Linked DNA regions of Mus musculus: region 1 is linked to region 2. Evidence: chromatin contacts called from public HiChIP or PLAC-seq data. All regions are on one chromosome and are shown on one strand. The core of a region is the stretch at or near the end of the contact, and the rest is flanking DNA. Distances in the headings are between cores, read along the strand shown. Region 1 overlaps Nrxn1 (neurexin I). Region 2 overlaps Nrxn1 (neurexin I).

Region 1 (3,492 bases), core at 129-2,628, 140 kb before region 2:
AGCACAGAAAATACAAGGGATAGGAAGTCACAGCAGGCACAGTACATTGAAGTTACCTGACACAAAACAAAGGAATGACTACAAAGGGACTTACAGGAACCAGGTAAATGTTTACAGTAAAGATAAAGCAGTCTTACCTAGGGTCAGCTTAATGACAGGTAAGGATTTCACACTCTAGTGCTATACCTTTGAACCTTGTGAAGGCTAGCACCAGGGGGTTCTGCTCTTAGCAGACCTCATGAATAACGCAATATCACAACCCCCCCTATTTCCTAGGCCTTGCTAAATTCTTATATGAGTGTAACTTTTAAGAATCTGGAGAATCTCCATTTGACAGAAGAATTCACCAACTTGCTTCTAATATGCAATGTAGCCTGTACTGAAGATTTCTATCTCAGAGGGATTCTCTGGCTCTTTTATGGTATTCCCTTGTTTGGGTGTGATTTGCTACTGTCCTTAGTAAATACTTTGCAGACCAGCTCTGAGCTACTGGCTCCGTCTTTTGTAATGCTTAATTAGTTACTGAATAGGTAACTTCCTTACTGCATTCCTGCCGGATTCCAAGCTTGTCCAGCCTCTGGGGCCTTGGAACACTGGTGGGAGACTTAACTATATCAGAATTTAATCTTAAAAAGCACTTATAATAAAATAATACTAAAAGAGAGCACGTGGATCCATACATCAGACTAACACGAGAATAGGGTAGGAGTGTATGGGTTAATGAGAACGCCAAAACTCCAGGAGGTGAGTTTTTGTGAAACTCTTTGCCTCATGAGTGGCTTCTAGGCTTCTCAGCCTGTCAAGCAGACTTCACTGGAGGGCGTGGCAGGGCAGGAAGAAAGGGGAGATCTAGCTTATCCCAGCAAGGATAGTCCTTGGCTTGAGGGATGGATGCAGGGTTGGTGGAGGTTGTGACTGGGAGTAGAGAGAGGCTTTCTACAGGAGAGCAGGCTGTGGTTCTGAAGGTCAATGACTCCACACAGTGGATCTCAATGAAAAGAGACAGACCATTGTTCTAACCAGTTTATTGTCATGGTGGAAAATGGATGAGCAAAACCATACCCCACCTCTCAGGGTGGGCCTGAGATTAAAAAACGTTTGCAAGGAGAAATGTCTGGGCAGGGAAATTACTGGCAATGCTCTATCAGCCTTTAGGTTCCTCATGAGCATGAAGAAATCTGCTTTGGAACTCTGTGACTGTGGTCACATCTCTTTTCCTATTGTCTTGGTCTGAGCTGTTAGGGATGCCTCTCTTCATGTGGAGGGGCTTGGGGCATTGCCTTTATGTTACTGATGGCCACAAATCTCTGTATGGGGATTGCAGCTACATGACGGGGGCCTAGTGCCAGGAGCAGGTGAAGCGCCTACTGTCCCTTCGAGGTCTCTGGGGCTTCCAGTCTTTAGTTTGTTACCAGGCTTCCTCTCATGCTCCACTGACCCACGATATAGAAGATATTTGTTTCTTTCTTCAAATTGGCATTTAATCTTATGAAAGATAATTACAAATAGCCTACTACATAGTTTTCTACTGTAAGCTAGGTTACAGAGAAGTAGGAACGACCATGCTTGAACCTTCATAATGCAGCAGAGACAACTGACAGCCTGAGCAGCTAAAAGTCACCAATTGACATTTAAAAATCGTGTCTCTAGCTGCATATGTAGCAGAAGATGGCCTAGTCCGCCATCACTGGGAAGAGAAGCCCCTTGATCTTGCAAACTTTATATGCCCCAGTACAGGGGAACGCCAAGGCCAAGAAGTGGGAGTGGGTGGGTAGGATTTGAAATGTAAATGAAGAAAATACCTAATAAAAATTTGGGAAAAAATGTGGTCAATTTTGGGGGCTGGAGAAATGGCTAAAGAGATATGGTACTTGCTGTGCAGATGTGAGGACCAGGGGCTGGGTCTCCAAAACCTTTTAAAACTTGAGTGAGTGTATATGGCTACCCTCAAGGAAGTAGAAAGAAGGACTCAGGGCAAGCTGGCTAGCCAGACCAGCAAACTCAATGAGTTCTTTGTTCAACTACAAGACTCTGCCTCAACATATAAGGTGTAGACTGATAGGGTGAGATACCAAATGCAAACTTGAGGCTCCTTATGCACATGTGCATGCATACATGCATGTGCATGTATACACACACACCTGACACACTGACATTTAGTAAGTAAATTTAATGAGAATTATTCATACTATCTTTTTCTCATTTATGTGAGGTGAAATTATTTTCCAATAATATTTTAAAAATCATACATTTGATTGCATACAAATACTCCATCATTTTTCTTTTCTAATCTGATATCATTCAAATAACCAAGTAAATACTCATTATACTATATTTAAGAAAGACGGGTCTGTACATTCAATATCTGAGACTTTCCACTGTAACTGCAACATAATCTTAAAATGAGCATGCAATGAAACAAAATCTTTAGCTGCTACCTGTGAACCACAGCCATCTTGGTTGAAAATGTGTATATATGTGCATGTGTGCATGTGTGTGTTAGTATGTGTGTATGTGACGAAGTGTAAGAATGAGTGCATATATACATATGTATATATATTTTTTTCTACTAACAAAAATTATCACTGAGATAATGCAATATGTCTTTAAATCTTCCTTACTGCTCTGTTAAATTTTACTGGCCTAGTTTAGTATACCTATACATACATGTGTGTGTGTGTGTGTGTGTGTGTGTGTGTGTGTGTATGGTACATTCTCAAAGAGTATGATTTAATACAAGGTCTATCTATCCTGTTTCACTGAGATCAGCTAAGGAATGTCCCACTCTCTAGATTTATGAATAATTGAGATGGGAACGATATTAAACCCAGTATTTTTTTAATCCCTGTAGGTGGCAGTATCTGCCAGAGCTTTTGTGTGTAATGACATTCCTCTAGCTTTCTGACCTTTTTCTGTTGTTCTGTCCATTGGGGAAACTCACAGGGACAAGAATGTCTACATGTGTGATTAAGCAAGCAAAGGTATGAGACCAAACATGCAGACATTAGGCTTGGGCAGGCTTGACAACTAAGTGGATAAACCAGAACATAAGAGATGTTCGGGTTGTCTCAATGGACCTGATTGCTGCTCTGTGTTTGGGCTCATTTGTTTGTCTGTTTTACAAAGATCAGAAAGAGTGGAGTATTTTTGTGTAACCAATACCTGTCTTCTTGGGGCAGTGTCTTCCCTTATATTCTAAAGATAAGCTAAGATTGCATAAAAGTGGGGATGCTAGAGAATACCTTATTCATTGTTGAAAGAACTAGATGTCAGTAGCTTTTAGAAGCCCAGAATTTTATGCTGGACAATCATCATGGGTGTGAAAGGAAAAGAAGAGAGAAATGTGGGCACAGCTATGAAGAATGCTGTAATATTGCTGTAAGGATGCTAATGGATTGATATCAAAATCAGTTCCAAGTTCACACAGGTTTAAAATGAGCTTGAAGTTTGGTTAGTGAGTCCATGTAAAAAGCCAATAAATTTATACTCTAG
Region 2 (3,180 bases), core at 259-2,758:
CCCATACTAAACTGAATATAAGAAAACATACGGGGGGGGGGGTCAATAGAGTCAACCAGGGTGGAGCAAAAGTGAGCTCTCCATTGTGCTAAGGGATGGGATGAGTAATTGAGCTCTACCCACTGGGGAGGATGAGCGCACAGATGAGGTCATGTTTTGGAAGGATTTGCAAAGCAAAGGGAGTGATTAAGGACTATGAAGTTCAGTTTGCTTGCTACCTGACCTCCAGCCTATTCCTTTACCTTTATTTGCCTCCTACATATCTTCAATAAATCGGTCTCTGTATTCCCAAATGCAGAGTCACTCTTTTCACTGAGATGGATGTAAGGTGCTGAGGTCAGGGCAGTTGATGTTCCCATTTCTCTAGTTATATCTCTGTTAGCACAGTAAGTTCTGTCTATATACAAGGAAAGCAAAATCTTGCTGAAACAGGCATCTTCACTCTATCACTAAGGAGAAACAGAAAGAAAGATGAGAGGAGGATTGCTCAGGAGTTGATTGCTCCTCCATAATGGTTACAAATATCGAGCTATAGATGTGTGTGTCTGTGTGTCTGTGTGTGTGTGTGTCTGTGTATGTGTGTCTGTGTGTGTGTGTGTGTGTGTGTGTGTGTGTGTCTGTGTGTGTGTGTCTGTGAGAGTGTGTGTGTGTATGTGTATCTATCACACATACATATGTATACATACACACACATATATTATACATATATACACACACACACACACACATATACATATATGCATTATACACTTTTCCTATTGAACCAATAGTCTGAATTTTAGAAGTTTACTTGTGGGTACAAAAAAGTGTTGATTTTATCTTTTTTGTTGTTACTGTTTGTTTTTGCCCTCATATCACATAGGGACTCTGTGAGGGGTGACTGAGAGGAGGAGCAGAGTTTGGGATGTAAATACATAACACATACATACATACATACATACATACATACATACATACATTTTAAAAGAATCAAGAAAAATGCGATAATTATAGAAGTTTATGATACATCAAGTAAAGAATTTCTGCAGCCACAGCATTTTATCATACAGCCAGGATTTGGAATGGGCACAATAGTAATTTTCACATCATCTTTGTACGCCTTTGCTTTGAAGGATTCAGTAGTCCCTCATGCCGTCAAAGGTCCCTGATCTTTCTGTAGCAAACAAAGCAAGCTTTGGTCATTTAAAAAGTAATTTTATAGGCATCAGAAAGTTCTGTCCTCCTTAATACATAGCAGACATCAGCAGAGAGAGAAACATTGGTCAGCACTATACATAATCGTCTGAGAAAATTCCAGTGCATCCATGCTGCGGGGGGGGGGGGGGGGTTCTGGGCGTAGCGCTGTGAGTATTGTACTGGTGAAGAGTCATCATTTGTCCTGCCAGACTCTCACATACTCTCCGTGTTCACGAAGAAGGTTAACAGTTCAGCTCAGTGGGAGCCCTTTGACATGCTTCCAATGCAGGGAAAGTGCCAGGTTTATAACAGGTTAAAGGTTTATCACACTAGACAAAGTCAGCCATCCATCACGTCGAAACCCACAGCTTCCTGTCTTAGAATAACAGCATCCGCATTCAGAATCTCAACCACAGAACCTAAATAGCGCCCTCCAAAGGAGTTCCTGAGAACGAGCGCTAGCATGACTTTCTCAGAATGGGAACACAGGGGCCCAAGGTGTAAACCTCTGGTGTTGCAGTAGTATATTGCACCTCCCCCTGCCCCCCACACACACACATACACACACACACACACAATCATTGGCACAAAATGATGCCAATCATTTCTTATTTATCATGTATTTTTATAGTTAAATTTAAATGTACTTCCGAATTTGAAGGTTTTTGTAAATTGATTAGTCATACCTGAATTGTAGTGCGGGATGGGTTTTGAAAGGTCCTATTTGTGTGCTTCTCTAATCTTTACCCAAAGAAAACACTCTGTAGAAAACTTGACTTCATTTACATAAGCGCAAAGTCACTGAGCTTCTCCTGAAGATGCCCTGGGTGATAATTTGCTCTTTGGCTATTACACTTTAATTGGAAAACAAAATGATCATGTTTGGTAGTTACAAAGCCACACTTCTCCCAAACACGGGACTCTTTCCAATTTCTTAGATTTTTATTCAGTTCTAGCTTCTACTGTTTAACGTCTGCCTCCCTTGATAGTGTTATTGTGTTGTTATCATGGAGACGAGGGGGTAGATTTTGGATAATTTTGCTTTTTCATTTCAAAAACATTTCTGACAACTTTATCACTGTTACTGCATATTCTAAAGAAGGCAGAGGATATGGAATTGAAACATTAGCATGCATAAATAACAACAGTAATGTTTCCCCTTCAGTATCCCATTCATCACCCAGAGAGGCTCAAAGAATTTACATGGTAGGGGTCTCTAGTTACTTTTATTTCATGAGATGCTGATCAGATGTCTGTTAAGAGCATCATATCTTAGACTCTGTAAACTAAGATCTATCTTCTCTCTCCAGTGTTGAAATAAAAAAGAACTGCCTGGAGTTTAGGTAGTGGATGGTTGAATGGGCTTCGAGAGTTTTAGACGTCACGGGTTCATTGTCATGGACATTGTAGCTCTCCCATTTGCTGTTTCAGAAAGAGTGACAGCCTACTCTTCAGCATAGGGTTTTTTTAGAGCATAAGTCTGAGAACACACTGTTTCGCCTATTCTCCCTACATGCATCGCCTCTTCTCTCCACCTGATTTTCACTGGCACAGAGATTAAGTCAATCTCTCTAAAGTCAATTTAAGCTGAGTTGATTGGAACTCCATAAAAGGCCCTTACGGCGAGGGACACAGCATCCTTCCTCCCGTGTCACTGAAGCAACTGAGCTTCATGCCAACCCCAGGTTGCTTCCTTTTTGTGTCTCCACTACCATAGTTTTGATTACCTAGTTAGCTCAGTCTGTATTCAACTTCGAATACAGGAGTCTTCTTAAAGTATCCTCACATATGAACCCACAGAGACTGTGACAGCACAGCATGGGATTCAATCACAAAATCCTAACAAAGAACAGAAAATGAACACCAAGTTCTTCACCTAACCAAGGAGATACTGACACTAAAACCTGCAGAGCCAGGGGAAATCAGTTTTGCAATGCTGTATCACAGGCTAGATCAACCACATCCTCCAGAGCAGGACTCATGTCTAGTGGTAGTTTCTCAACA

Evidence for each region. HiChIP or PLAC-seq counts read pairs in DNA pulled down with a chosen protein or histone mark.
Region 1: a contact with region 2 is called in a RAD21 HiChIP or PLAC-seq map of pro-B cells, with 2.2 times the contacts expected there. The contact joins two enhancer-like sites. A contact is called at or near these places in 4 of 39 promoter capture datasets (the C10 cell line, hippocampal neurons, pre-B cells and 1 more), 1 of 15 datasets of contacts at CTCF or cohesin (pro-B cells) and 2 of 484 Hi-C or Micro-C datasets (large pre-B cells and olfactory sensory neurons).

Annotation. Positions count from the first base shown.
Region 1 is chr17:90,268,712-90,272,203 of GRCm38.p6, reverse strand. All of the region lies in intron 18 of Nrxn1 (neurexin I), which reads left to right. Among named protein-coding and RNA genes, the nearest start is that of Gm32337, 190 kb to the left of the region's middle. Within about 2 kb of position 1,378, at least 12 of the 459 cell types and tissues checked have an H3K27ac peak or open chromatin away from gene starts, as enhancers often do. A contact at or near this core is called in pro-B cells, where this site is marked.
Region 2 is chr17:90,129,324-90,132,503 of GRCm38.p6, reverse strand. The region is part of intron 21 of Nrxn1 (neurexin I); the gene reads left to right. Among named protein-coding and RNA genes, the nearest start is that of Gm41653, 150 kb to the right of the region's middle. Within about 2 kb of position 1,508, at least 2 of the 459 cell types and tissues checked have an H3K27ac peak or open chromatin away from gene starts, as enhancers often do. A contact at or near this core is called in pro-B cells, where this site is marked.